Regions from separate parts of the Zea mays genome. Here all the other regions are linked to region 3. A link is a contact called in public Hi-C data. All regions are on one chromosome and are shown on one strand. Each heading gives the region's core, a stretch centred on a gene start, on an enhancer-like site or on the middle of the called end of the contact. The rest is flanking DNA. Distances are from core to core; before and after follow the strand shown.

Region 1 (3,004 bases), core at 455-2,954, 160 kb after region 3:
CCAAAAAATGGGGAAGATTTTTTGGCTCTTTAATATTGTATATAATTATTAGTCATAGTTTAGAAGAGAAAACAATCATCATGTGATAAACCATGTAATGCTGGAAGAACAGGATCCATAGACTGGTACAACTACAGACTAAAATGTCAATAACATCTTCCCATTGTTTTTGTAACAGTTGTAGACTGCGGACCCAAATGCATGATCATGCTAATAAAACCAACAATTACTCCCAGTAATTACAGAAAAGAGCATATTACCTGTGTATTCTCCAGATTTTTTGTAGTCCTCAATGAAATGTGTAATAACTGGAGTCGGTATCACATAACCTATGTTCTCCGCATCTTCATGTTTAAGAGACTGAAAAGCTATACCGACACATTTTCCCCTATCATTAAAAGCTGGGCCACCTGAATTTCCTGAATTAATAGCTGCATCTATCTATCAACAAGACAAGGCCCGTATTAGACACGTCGGTGAGCCGATAAGTCATGGTTTCTCAAAATAGTTACTTCACTTGCAACATCTATCTTTATAAAAAGATTTATTTGAAGTTATCATAATTTCAGGAAAAAAAATGTACCTGCAATCCTAGAAGTTCTGTAGAACCATGAACGTATGAAAGTATTTCTATCCTAGAGACCACTCCACTTGTCACGGATATGGTATCTCCTCCAATTGGATAACCAACAACAGTAACTGCATCCTGAAGGGCTGGTAATGTTCCAAACTCAACAGGTGAAACTCCTTCCCAGAATTCATCGTCATTGACAGTTAAGAGCGCTGAGACAGATAGAACAAACGAATAATATCAAATTAGATTGCATAAGCAACATGAAAAATCAACTGTATGATAAGTACCATGCCATAACTCAAACGATGCTATAACCTCAGAAGTTTCATAGATACCATAAAAAATGATCTTGGTGTATTTCTCCAAGAAAACAATATAGAAATTACTATGCATCCGATTTTCACGACTACAATGGACAAACCCAACATCACAATAAGAAGAAAAAAAACTAAGAGTAAGAAATAAACAATGGAGACAGTGGCAGGGATGGGGAGAGCGGGCGCACCAATGTCGCACTCTGTGCCGATGGCCAGGACGGTGGCAAGGTACTTGGTGTCGGAGCCGCGCTTCTTAAGCTTAACCTGGGTATAGTGCTCCACGGAGTGAGCATTGGTGAGGACACGGCGGCCGCCGATGATAAATCCGCTGCTGCTGGAGCTGTACTGCCGCTTCCGCTGCCACGGCAGCGAGAAGTTGGGCTCCGTGTGCACGCAGAACACCTTGACCACAGCGTCCATGCACGGCACTACCCTCACCACCTCATCCCAGCTCGCGGGGCCTGACTCCGCCACTGCCACCACATCGCCTCCGTTTGCCACCGGCTTCGGCTCCCCGCGGCGGGGCGGGGACGGCGGACGCGTGGCGTCCGCGTCGGCGGGGGCCTCGTGACGTCGCGGCTTGCGGCCACGACGCCCAGCCGGAGCGGGGGCGGCCGAGGGAGAGGGGGAGGAGCGGTCGGGGAAGGGCGGCGACGCCTTGGGCTTGCGCCCCCGCTTGCGCTTGTGCTTGTTGGAGGCGGAGGAGGGATCGTCCATGGGGGGCGGGCTAGGGTTTCGCCGCGAGGAGGACGAGCCGAAGTGCCGAACCGGGGAAGATGAGGAGTGTCGGCCCGGTTCGAGGCGGGCCGTGCAGGCCGGATTGGGCTGGATTGATTCAGGGTTCCACTGTTTCACAGACTGGAGTGTTTTTGTCAGTTGGTTTGCGCATCGTGACGTTCCATTTGTTTAGAAGCGATACTGCTGCCCTACCATTGTTTGTCTGATTGAAATATACAGTCCACCAGCACTGCACTGTGTTTACTACTGAATGACGTCTCTAGGCCTGTCCTGACCGTTCCTAGTCTACGTCAGTCACTATACTCAACAACATGTGCTTGCAGAAGGTCACACAGAAGGATAATCGAATCGTTGGCATGGCGTACGCCTCAGCCCTCAGGCTTAGCAGCATTCTATGCGTGCAAAGTATGTGACTACACCTCTCTTGATTTGGAGGGGACACCGCTGCGCATTGCGATGGTGCTTTCCACTTTGCACATCGGAGACCTGACTTGTCATAGCTTAGCTGATCAACCTCCTGAGGCTGACAGTGACTTGTGCCAAATAGCCCACTTGTCACTTGAAGATGCTCAGATGCATAAGGAAAACCATTCTATGCAGGACCTGGTATGTGAACCATGACTGTGTACACAAGGTTCAGTTACTTCCAGACATCGACAATTCAATCTCCATCCATCGGTTTCATGATTAGACGGTTGATGTGGCAATCTCTGCTGTTTAGTGAGAAATACTGCGGTCAGACAAGTGGTCGCTGTAAAGGTACAGACTGCCTAGACGCTCCCAAGAATCCTCCACTTCTCCATTCCATTTCGCAGAGATGGTGAGGGGTCGAGGAGAGTGAACCTTGTACTCCCTCCGTTTCGTTTTAGTTGTCACTGGATAGTGCAAAATTAAACTATTCAGCGACAACTAAAAAGAAACGAAGGGAGTAGCTCAACGACGAGGTTGAACTGAAATCTCATCCTGGCAATCTGCCTTTGAACTAGCACTGAGACTGTCCGTCCTGCGTGCAGACTGCAGGGTCTCCTTCTCCATCCTCTGCGAGGACCATCATTTTCAGTCCTGGTTTTTTCAGTACATGCTCCAATGCATCCATCAATGAGATATTCTAAAGCGTCACTGTCACTAGAGGTGCTCCGAGTTATTAACCATTCACACTCTTTTCGGTAGGCTGCTGCTGCTGACAGCCATGTCTTTTTTTTCATCCCGCTATGCTTTCTTCTTCAGGTGCAGCAGATTAGTTGCAGAGCACTGACCCGATCAGTGAGACGGGGAGCATGTCACATCATATATTAGCATCGGATGCCAATTGCAGCTGATCAGCTCCATCATTCCAGCCTGATGCTGCTAACAAGGCCGCCGCATTTGGGTCCGT
Region 2 (3,015 bases), core at 386-2,885, 200 kb before region 3:
CAGTAAACATACATCCAAAGGACAGGAAAGAGAGAATTGTGGAGATAAGGATTTGTATGGGTGGGCGAATTCATCAACAAAAATGAATCACATCGTTTAATAGAACCCTCTGGAGCCACCCAATTAACAATATGCTCAGCTCATATAAACAGAAGGCATAGAGATGTGGTTTATCAGAAGCTAAAAACCAGTATACATAGAGCATATACACCCACAGGAGTACAGGATGATACACGAAGATTAAAGCTGAAATTGTTCTGTTGTGATTTATGCTTGCCATGAATGGCGAAAGGTAATTGCATATGCATAATGCATTTGTAATGAAATAGACTTTCTTTGCTAACCTGTCCCAAGCACGCACTAAAACCTCTGAGCCACCACCATGTTGTTCTGCCTCAAGTCCAATATGTGTTACAAGATCAACGATAAGGTGTGATACATTGCAATTAGATGGCATGTTGAATTTAACAACCACCTGTTTGAGAAACAAACCAATTCTGAGAAATATAGTCATTATCATTAAGTGCCGATGAAACATGGTTGCTACTGATAGTGGTAGCAGAAAAGATAAGATATGCTTCTAACTTGCTATGGTATTGATAGTCAGATTGCATATCATTTCTAGAGAACAGCACTGCTGTGTTCTGATAGTTTTAAAGCTTCCTACTCGGCTACTCCACAGCTTTCGTGTACTAATACTCACACTCAAATAAGGACACATGTTTCTATATTTGCAGCATAGTCATGCCCCACCGTCCTACAATTCGTCTTTCTACCATATAATGAATGCATACAGTGTGCTTAATTTCACGAAAACAGGAGCATGGGATAATTTTTTAATGCTAATAAACATGAGACAGTAAACACATGTATATCGCCAGAAAATTTGGGAGAAATAACAACCTTCTGGCCCTTCACTGCAACATCAAACTTCGGGTATGACCCGCGCTGCATCCCTCGGCTCTGGACAAGCTCCAATATCCTCTTCCTCTCCTTGCGGGCCAAATCCTCCCCAACCGCGGGATCGGCACTCGCTACTGTGTCGACCGCTCCCTGCAAACGCAAACGAAGCTCAAGTGCTCAACCCATGCAAACCTCACTCCCGGAATTACAAAAACAAAAACAAAAAAATTCGAGCAATGGTAGAAAAGCCAATTGACAAAACCTGCTCATTGCTGTCTGCGTAGGCCACCGGCAGTGACGCGAGGGCGGCGGCCGCGCCCATAGCGAGATAGGCGGCAGCGGGAGATGATTTCCCAGCCCCCCGCCCCGACTCAACGGGCGCGGCATTGGGGAACCGCAGGCGGCGTGATCTTGGCCCCACGAAGGCGGCGTGAGGTTTCTGAAGAGGAGGGGGAGGGGGAGGGGGAGGTGTGGAGGACGAAGAGATCGAAGCCATCGATCCAGTATGCAGCGGCCGGAGGAGGCGGAGCAGCGGGAGTCGGCGGCGGAGTAGCATGGCCATGCCGGGCTCACTGCGACGCCGCCGGAGAAGGGCGGCTCGTGGTCGCGTGGTGCTGGGCTTCGAGTTCGAGACCGTGGAACGTGGATGGCTCGAGGCCGGGACGGCGATGCCAGAGAGTTCGCGGCCAGAGTTTCGCAGCTGGGCTTTCCCCCCGCCCACGAAAGAACGAAGCGTCAAATGCTGATCTACGTCTTCGTGTGACGTTCACGTGTACTGAGTATTTCGTAGCCAGCATTGGGTTTTCTGGGCCGAGCGGAATATTTTTTTTAAGTTCGCGGGGATAGAATAGAAGGTAGCTTATCTTGAGCCGCATTTTTGTTAATGGGCCGAAAACTTTTTCCACTTTGAAATCAATGCAATTGCAGCGGACGGGAGTCGTTGAGTCAGCACAGCGTCCAAATAGTGCAACCTGCTAGTTTATTCGCGAGCGTACATGGCGAGAAATTTGTCTCGCTGGACTCAATCTGTGTACATGCTGCTCCCTCCCTCTATGGCTCTACATTACATGGTTTATTAGTTTGTATTCTCTACTGATTTGTGTAATAATCAAAAGCTGTTTTGGTAGTGCTAGGCTGCTAGGTGTAGTGATTTGTGTCACACCGGTGGAAAGCTCCGGATTCCAAGCATCAAGAAGACACCAGCTGCTTGAAGTTGATGGGCGCGGCGAAGCCCATCTGCGGCGGCGCGGAGAAGATGGCCAGGGCGCCCTTCTTGGACGTGGCCTGCGTGCCGTGCACCCCGTCCCAGAACAGGTACTCGCCGCGGTTGGAGCAGTAGGTGGCGTTGGGCGCGCACGGGGCCTGCGCGTTGAGCCGCCCCCCGCCGCAGCACGCGCTGGCCACATCCCTGAACCCGGCCGCTCCCGGGTGCGCCGTGAAGTAGGACACCACGCTGTAGGAGCTGCCGACGGAGTAGCGCGCCCCCGGGAGCGCGCCCGAGGCCGTGAGGTTGGCGAGCGCCGCCCTGAGCGCGTCGTTGAAGCCCCTCGCCAGCGCGTTGGCGCCGTCGACGCACCTGGACGCGCCGTCGGGGGAGGCGGCCCGCACCGACGGCACGCAGCCGAGGGGCGGCACGTCCACGATCCCGAACCGCCGCGCCCCGAGGCCGTGGAGCGCCCGCACGTGCCGCGTGTAGCTGGACAGCATGTCCGCGTACAGGGACGGCGCCTCGGTCGCCGTCCCGTTCCGCCGCAGGAACGCGAACACGTCGTTGCCGCCGTCGCTGATGAGGAAGAGGGACCTGGACAGCAGCTCGTCCACGGCCGACGTGCCGCTGTTCGCCACCATCTTGGACTTGGTGGCCGCGAAGTACTCGATTTGCTTCGTCAACGTGATCGTGTTCCCCTGGTCCGTCGACAGACACGTGTACGTACAAATGATCAAGAATGAGTCACGACCAAATCTGGTGTGCTAGTAGTGCTTACCGTGGTGTCGAGGATGCCGGACCCTCCGGACGCGTAGTTGACGCCGCGGAGGCCTCTCAAGATCTGACGGCTCGTTCTTGGCGTCAGGGACAGGTAAGCCGGCGGGCTCCTCTTGAAACCCAACAGT
Region 3 (2,743 bases), core at 3-2,502:
TGTTGCGTGGAAAAAGGAAAAGATTCTCGGAGACGATTCCTTCCCCGGCCCCTCCCTGACATTAGTTGAAACTCACCTATTAATCTATCCCCCCTAATCTAATGTTGTACTTCCTTCTGGCTGCTCAGCATCAGCCATCAGTTAGTTATTAGCTACACTTCTTTTTTTTTCCATAAAAAAGATTCTTGTATGCATTTCATCTGGAATGTTGAATCTGTGATATTGTATTTACTTGCTAATAATAGTTCTACTGACAGTTCTTTTTTACTTGTTTGTTATGGTTATGATTCTCAGTTCTGTCAGATATTTTCTACAGTGCGGACAAGAACGGGTGATGAGGATAGTCACGAGAAGATGAACACCTAACTACCCCCTGAAGAAGCAACTGATCGAGGGAGTGCGGGTCATGGCGAGAGCGTGCATGGGAGCATCGGAAAGCAGTTGAGTAAGGTTCGAGAGGCGAAATCTAATCCATGTAACAATCACCTGATCAAGGCTGGCGTCCAAGGCTGCCTCGTCGTCGTCGTCCTCCTCCTCGGCCGCGGCGCCACTCGCCACGCCCTGGCCCTGCCTCGGCTCCAGCAGCTGCTGCTGCGCTTTCCTCTGCTTGTCCTGCTTCCTCGCCTGCACCGCCTTCGTCACCTCTGCAGAGCAGCAGCAGCGCAGCACAAGTTAAAGCCTGTTGTTCACTCGTAAGTTCGCCGCAGGGCACACGTACTGGACCGCCGCGGGGGGGATTTATTTTCACGGTACGCACGGAGGACGTACGCACCCTGGGTGGTGATGAGGCGGTACACGTGACCGAGGAGCAGCGTCTCCTTGGGCTTGAGCAGCTTGACGCGCGTGAGGCGCACGGTGCGCCGCTGCCCGCCCGGGGCGTCCTGCCGGTCCTCGGCGACGCGGAGCGTGACGAGCGCGACGTAGTGGCCCGGGTTGGCGCGCATGACCTCGGCGGCGCTGGTGGACCAGTAGAGCCGCTCCACCCGCCCGCCCGGGTGCTGGAGCAGCACCGTCGCCACCTCCGCCGCCTGGCAGTTCCCCATGCTTTGCTGCGCCGACTGGCTGGTGTGCTGGCTGGGTGGGTCGCGCACGCGAGCGAGCCCGGCCGGGGAGCGGCGACGACGACTGCGATACCGAAAGAGAAAGAGAGAGAGGAGGTGGAGAGAGCAACCGCTCCGCTCTAATGCCGAGGTGGTATATATGCTGCGACTGCGACCAGCCAAGCCAAAGCCAACCCACACCCACTGCTCTTTCTCTTTCTACCCCTGCAGCCTGCCTGCGCGTAGGTTTGGTGCGAACCGGCGGTTGCTGCTCCGCTCGGCTCGGCGTGCGTGCGTGCGTGACAATGGCGGGCGGGCGCACGCACGCACCCGCGTACTTTGGCCGAGTGGCACGACCGGTGAAAGTGAAACCGATGCGATGGCTCCTGGAAGAATTCCAACGATCGACGCGGTTTTTTGGCCGCCGGGGGAGGGAAGCTTAGCTAGCTGAGACCCCTCCCGGACGGATCGTTTTTTCGCTGCCTTTTTCCCGAAAGTGGCACGTGAACGCAGTTGTTTGAGTTTGCAGTGCGGCAACAGCGAGACAGAAGAGGGAGCTCCATCAATTGGTCGTTTTCGCGGGGCGTCGTGCGGACCAGGGCGGCCGTTCCATCGGATCGGATCGACCATTGCGTCCTGGCCTCTCTCTCTCTCACTCACTCTCTGTTCCTGCTGCGTACGTCTCGTCCACCACCGGCCAACGTGAACGTACGTACGTCGAAAACCGTGGCCTGAGTCGTCCATGGCAGACGGCAGCAGCCACCACCGCCGGCTACCGATGCGTCCAAGTCTGGCCGGCGGCGCTCTGAAGTCGTTCTTTCTGATCGATGTGCGTTTCAACGTGTACCTTTCTTTGTGCCATTGTGTGATACTCCCTCCGTTTATTTTTATTTGTCGCTGGATAGTGTAATTTTACACTATCCAGCGACAAATAAAAAGAAACGGAGGGAGTACAAAACATCCACCACAGAGATGCTCCAAAAACGAAAGTTTCACGACGTACGGTACAATGGCGTATAGTGTGTGGGGTTCAAATTCAAGTCTTGTGCGTTGTTGCTCGTTGCTTGAGTTTTGCCTCACCGGCCACCAGGATCTCATTTGATACCAACTAGTGCTGCATGTGTGGGAGATTAGTTGGTCATTTCTTTAGATAAAAAAAGAAGGATATCAGTTGATCATTTCTTTAGATAAAAAGGAGGAGCACCCACTTTCAAAGTTATTAGAAACAGTACGATCGAGCAGCGTAACGCAAAACGAAAGCGCACCAGCCTGAAATCTTTTGTTTCTTTACAGCGACACAGCATGTTTGAAATCTCTGTAGCTTTTTATTTAGAAGAGATGCCGCCACTTTCATGAAAATAAATATGGAACGCGCGGACGCCACGTAGTAGCAAGGCACAATGCTGCTGCCTTGATCAACGTACACCATTAGTATTCTACTAGGTGAGTGCCCGTACGTTGCAACGGAAACACATAATACCACGGTACTGCTATGAAAAAAGGTTTCTTAATACATTTGTGATCCTATCCATACATAAATTTTGTTATTTTAATCTAGTTGTTTCACCACTATATTGCAACCATCAGTATTATACAGACTTTTATATATGATATTTAGGTACAAGTGTGTTACTACGATTTTTAAATGAATTACCTTGTAATTGATTCAAAAGATCCATAGCAAAAGTACGCAAAGCTTACCA

What was found. A called contact is a pair of places that touch in the nucleus more often than the background predicts.
Region 1: a Hi-C map of leaf shows a contact between it and region 3, with 4 times the contacts expected there. The contact joins the promoter of LOC100381831 here to the promoter of LOC100277687 in region 3. A contact is called at or near these places in 3 of 25 Hi-C or Micro-C datasets (ear, leaf and tassel).
Region 2: a Hi-C map of tassel shows a contact between it and region 3, with 3 times the contacts expected there. The contact joins the promoter of LOC100216753 here to the promoter of LOC100277687 in region 3. A contact is called at or near these places in 7 of 25 Hi-C or Micro-C datasets (ear, endosperm, leaf and 3 more).

The regions. Positions count from the first base shown.
Region 1 is chr5:214,412,111-214,415,114 of Zm-B73-REFERENCE-NAM-5.0, forward strand. LOC100381831 (Protease Do-like 9) reads right to left here and starts at 1,705. Exons shown (of 9, transcript NM_001174625.2): 1 at 1,080-1,705; 2 at 584-783; 3 at 261-441. The coding sequence starts at 1,608.
Region 2 is chr5:214,057,594-214,060,608 of Zm-B73-REFERENCE-NAM-5.0, forward strand. It overlaps LOC100216753 (katanin p60 ATPase-containing subunit A1), which reads right to left and starts at 1,636. Exons shown (of 13, transcript NM_001309903.1): 1 at 1,166-1,636; 2 at 904-1,053; 3 at 345-475. The coding sequence starts at 1,465. LOC103627703 (GDSL esterase/lipase At5g55050) reads right to left here. Exons shown (of 3, transcript XM_008648012.4): 2 at 2,889-3,015; 3 at 1,857-2,808. The coding sequence ends at 2,092.
Region 3 is chr5:214,254,958-214,257,700 of Zm-B73-REFERENCE-NAM-5.0, forward strand. LOC100277687 reads right to left here and starts at 1,253. Exons shown (of 3, transcript NM_001151190.2): 1 at 773-1,253; 2 at 487-644. The coding sequence starts at 1,043.